2 separate regions of the Bombyx mori genome follow, and region 2 is linked to region 1. The links are chromatin contacts, called in public Hi-C maps. All regions are on one chromosome and are shown on one strand. The core of a region is the stretch at or near the end of the contact, and the rest is flanking DNA. Distances in the headings are between cores, read along the strand shown. Region 1 overlaps LOC105841244 (histone deacetylase 5). Region 2 overlaps LOC105841244 (histone deacetylase 5).

What was found. A called contact is a pair of places that touch in the nucleus more often than the background predicts.
Region 2: a contact with region 1 is called in a Hi-C map of midgut, with 1.5 times the contacts expected there. The contact joins two enhancer-like sites. A contact is called at or near these places in 3 of 7 Hi-C or Micro-C datasets (midgut and whole pupa).

What each region holds. Positions count from the first base shown.
Region 1 is chr8:15,777,414-15,780,113 of ASM3026992v2, forward strand. All of the region lies in intron 2 of LOC105841244 (histone deacetylase 5), which reads left to right. Among protein-coding and RNA genes, the nearest start is that of LOC119628795, 48 kb to the left of the region's middle. Within about 2 kb of position 1,313, at least 6 of the 8 cell types and tissues checked have open chromatin away from gene starts, as enhancers often do.
Region 2 is chr8:15,819,298-15,821,997 of ASM3026992v2, forward strand. It overlaps LOC105841244 (histone deacetylase 5), which reads left to right. Exons shown (of 18, transcript XM_038012456.2): 4 at 291-398. Among protein-coding and RNA genes, the nearest start is that of LOC101744741, 33 kb to the right of the region's middle. Within about 2 kb of position 1,279, at least 3 of the 8 cell types and tissues checked have open chromatin away from gene starts, as enhancers often do.

The DNA of each region.
Region 1 (2,700 bases), core at 63-2,562:
CAGTACGTGTAACTAACTAGCCGTGTCGAATCAGGATATACCATACCATCGATACTACACAATTTTCTATACGATGTACCTTTATCGTAGATATTCTCTGTAAACATTTGTAGTCTTTTATTGTTAGTAAAATTACTCGGATCGTACATTTTATAGCCGTCGCGGCTGATTCTAGTTAGGAAACTTGTTGAAAGATTAGTCAAGAAGCAGACTTGTTATTTATAGAACCGAAACCAACGATTACGTTCATTACGCAAGAAGACGTCGCAGGAAGCGCTCATCAAACAATGTCAACAGTTCAAGCTTCAATTTCGACCACCACCTGCTGTTTGTCACCAACATGACCCAACTCCGTATAAAGCGGTCTAGTTTGGAAATCAATGTTCTTGATTCGATTGTCTATGGCAAAATTTATTACTGGTGGTAGGACGTCTTGTGAGTCCGCGCGGGTAGATACCACCGCCCTGCCTATTTCTGCCGTGAAGCAGTAATTCGTTTCGGTTTGAAGGGTGGGACAATCGTGTAATTATACTGAGGCCTTAGCACTTATATGATCTTATATCTCAAGGTGGGTGGCGCATTTACGTTGTAGATGTCTATGCGCTCCAGTAACCACTTAACACCAGGTGGGCTCGTCCACCAATCTAGGCTATAAAAATAAAAATGTACCCTTGATCTGTTTTCTGACATTGTTGATGACACGTTACTATCACGTTTGAGACTGCTTAAAAAATAACTCGTTTACTTTAATACATATAACCGCATGAGTCATGTAAACATTTGGGCCAATGTTGGTTGAACTTTGAGCCATTTATACTAGTACAAACCGGAGGTCACTCGTCTAGACCTTTGTGCGTCACAATTACACAGTAAATGTTTATGGATATCGTTCTAAGAATGTTATTGTGGATCGGAATGTCATCTTACCGCGGAAACTTATCGGCTCTACGTAATTGCGTTTTTAAATTAAAATTCTGTTAATGCTCACAATGGAACTAGCTGTTATAACAAGACAATTCGATTTGAAATTTTGAAATATTTTTTCGCTGTCGCAAATAGTATCGTTCAATTTTGAGGATATATTTTTTGACGTCACTTAGACATGAGGATTCCGAATTCCCGAATACATACGCGTCCCGGTTTTGCCTGAAAATAATGATGAAAATAGCAAGTGAATAACTATTTTTCTATCATTTTTTTGTACACAAAGCCCACTTTACGAATTTAAGCTAACGTACAAAATGCAGATAACATTTCAGTGAATTCTCGTCATTGTACCGTGAGTCATGGTGGAATTGATCGCGATTGGTGAGCCGAACGCACGCGACCCCCGGGACCCACCCACGACACCCACGCTTGAAGTCTACTAGGCTTTCAGGCAATAGTTCCCACGACGCTTGGAGAATGTATAATGGGAACATAGCGAGTGATTTTCATTGTGATATCACCTGTGATACTTACCTCACCTATGACCAAATGCGATACCATATGAACTAGCTTAGGAGCTGCGAGTGAACAATCATTTACAGTGACAAATGAAACTGGCTTTGGTAATTATTCGGAATATGAAGCAAATTACATTTTAAGTACATTCGTGGTACGTTTATTGTCATTCTATAAATCAATACTATGTTTTTATGTCGATAAATAGGAAGGAATACAAGTATGTACCGGAAATTCAGAAGCGAGTATAAATCCCAAACACGCTTCATTCCGGATGTGACGCAGGCGTTCTAAACACGCCAGATCGTTGGGGATTCTGCCAGAGATTTTCTCTAACGCATGCGCACAACGAAACTGCGACGTTTGAAAACTTTTACATGTAATTTATAGAAATAATAGCTTTCCTTTCATAAATTATATGTTTTATTTGTCTTTGAAGAGCAGACGTTAAATCGTATACGGCCACCATTAACAAATATTACCACACTTATACCAACACTTTGATTAGTGAAGTGGATACCTCAATTCCAGTAGAGTAATTCTTCTCTTCAAATCGCTTTTTAAAATAGTTTCGCGACCAAACTAGGCAGGGCCGTACCAAAACAGGCCATACTGGAATTTTTGGGATTTTTAAAATTACAATTTACAAGATGCAATTTGTAAAGTACGGCGGATGTATGTCGTGGTCTCAACTGTACCGACTCACTAAAAAAGTGATGATTTGCACATTTACAGCATCGTTATCGACAATTATCGGCAACTCGTCCGCTCCTAAACTTCCAAAGTGCCAGCGTTAAGAACGACGCAGTCTGCATGTTCCTATGACCCCTATCATTTTGTCAGTTCCAACTTCTACACAAGCAAAAACATATCTTTCCGTTCAAACAGCTCTGCAACTATCAATGTGTTCGTTAAATAAAAACGATAAAATAAAATCCATTCTAATAAAAAATGCAAGTCACGATAGTCGTGTTGTAAGTTCTATAAATAGACGATAAAAGTAAACTTGTTTCGTTCTGAGATCAGATAATACTGTGCAAACGGTGGTCGTGACCAAAATATTAAATAAAATTTTACAATTGAATTTGTAATGATGTTTTTAGTTTGATTTATCCAATGCAGACGAGGCTTCGATCATTTAAGTAAAATGGTAAGATGTGTTGCGAGTCCGCACGATTTATTTACACATTCCTGCCAATATACGTTTACTTCACACTACGCATCCGCCTAATGGGCAAATCAGATGACATCGTTATG
Region 2 (2,700 bases), core at 29-2,528, 42 kb after region 1:
CCTCGAATGTAAAAATGTCTGAATGGCGTAAATGCAGTTTTTGGATTCAGGTTATATTGTGAAAGAACCCTTATCGTTCTACGTGTACGCTAAAGTGTACTTATTTACACTACACTACTCGATTGAAATCTGTGAAATAATTTGCTTTCTTATACGTCAGCGGCTAACCGGGTCAGTGTGGAAATTGTAACTAAAATTTAAATATAAGTCATTTTTTGTGGTTTAATCCTTGACTTGTTGAGTCTACGACAACAGCGCTCATTATTGAATGACAATTGTTTCTGTTATAGTTGAAGAAGCAGCAACAGCTCCAACAGGAGATTCTACTGCAGCATTTCCAGCAGCAGAGGCAACAGTTGGCAAGAGAACACGAGAACCAGATGAGGGAACATTTGAAGGTAACATTTATGATCTAAGATTCATTTTTGATTTGATAAATCGCGTTTTGAGGTTGCGCGAGTTAGTCGGTATTATCAGTATTTCGTATTGCCCTTTGTTGTACGAGGTCAGGGCTCGACCAAGAGTTCATATCGAGGGGTGAAAGAATATTTGGCTTAAGCGACATTTCGCTTAATACACGACATTTAACTTTACGTTTTATTTGGTATTAGCATCAACAATCTGATGTTTTTAATTGAACTTCAATTAAATTTACCCCATTCAAATAACTGAAGAAGATATTTTATTCTAATGATAGTTCTTCCAAATATTAAAGTCTAAATGGCTCTTTCTGTAAAATTGGACAAATGTCTGTTAAACCCAATTGCCTTTCACCTGTCGATATAGTTTGATTTTATTTACCCCAAAACCCAGTTAAGTTACATATTATGCAGTGAGAATTTATAGTACCGCGTCGGATGTCAGAGTAGCAGCAGTCCCGGCCAGAGGGCCCCCGGTGCTCATATGCGTTCTCTAAAAAATGAATGAATGAAGAATAAGAAAGAAAATCTAAAAAATGAAGCTCACATTCTTAGCTACTCACTTAATTCTTAGTGACTATCTGTGACCTTGCTCGTTCACAAAGCCCGCCATAGAAAGCAGAGTATTATATACACTTGACATTGGCGAAATCTAAAAGGAAACGCCATAAACCTAAGAGATAGATAGACAGATAGATAGAAAAAAAGCTCTTTCACATCTTTCTTCGTTTCGCTCGTGTGGTGTTTACGTTCTAAAATATAACACAGCAAAAACAAACTGAACTATTCGCGTGCTATAACTTTGGATAACATTGAACGCACGCGTCCGTAACGTGGCTCTGTTTAATAACACGAGATCTTTCCTGTTGTATACGTATCGTGTTAAAAACTTCACGATATTTTCGCGCAAAGTATGTATTCAGACTTGTTGTTGGGCAAAAAAATGGCGTTGCTTAAAACTGTCAGGACGACATCATAAATAGTATGAATTCGGTCGCCTATCTTAATAATAACGACTGCTGTGAGCGAGATCTGGTGGATATCATCAACATCAGTGGAGTAGTCATGTGTTCAGGGTGAGACAGCCGTTACAGGCTCGTCGCTGCCTCAATATCAGTTGCGTTATCTGTAGACTTTTTTATTGCTTAGATCCGTGGACGTGCTCACAGTCCACCTGTGTGTTAAGTGGTTACTGGGGCCCATAGACATCTACCACGTAAATGCGCCACTCACCTTGAGATATAAGTTCTAAGATCTCAGTAAAGTACAACGGCTGCCCCATCCTTCAAACGGAAACGCATTACTGCTTCACGGCAGAAATAGGCAGGGTGGTGGTACCCACCCGCGCGGACTCACAAGAGGTCCTACCACCAGTAATTACGCAAATTATAATTTTGCGAGTTTGATTTTTATTACACGATGTTATTCCTTCACTGTGGAAGTCAATCGTGAATACTTGTTTAGTACGTATTTCATTACAAAAATTGGTACCCGTCTGGGATTCGAACACCGATGCATCGCTCAACACGAATGCACCGCACGTCTTATCCTTTAGGCCACAACGACTTCGATAGCCAAGAGACACGATCCTTGAGCTTCCCATCTAGACTTTAAAAAAAATCCTTAATAGTGATATAACTACTTCTACGCTTCGGGTCCAGTCTGATATGCATTACCTAATAATTACATAATAATATTGATATGCGATTCTAATCTTGCTTCGCTAGCCAAACTCAGTCACGATTGCCTGTTTCTAACATATCCATTTTTTTACAAGATCACGTGTCGAGAACTAGTTAGTATACGACCAGCTTCGGTATTTCAAAACAAAAAACCAATTAGTTTTATACAGTCATGTTTATTTTTAATTCGTAACGTAATACTTACATATATAAACGTATCGATGTCGACACACATATGGTTTTGAATTTAGAATCGTATGTATGTTGAAATCATGTGGAAGGACTACATCAACAGTCTGTTAAGATGGCCAGGTCAGCAATGATCGAAGATAGAATCTGGGTGCTGAGGGCTCTACTAGAACAATGATTTACTAGTTGAATTAAAAAAAATGTAGAACAAGACATTTGATGCCTGGTTGTAAATATCAAATACCTTCTTATATGAAGGAGTATCACTGGTCTAAAGCCCGGAAAAGGGTTCCCAAGTGGAACGAATACATATAACTTCCACAAATTTTGTAAAAGTTAGCTTGGATATTTTTTTATTTTTTTTATTTTTTTATTGCTTAGATGGGTGGACGAGCTCACAGCCCACCTGG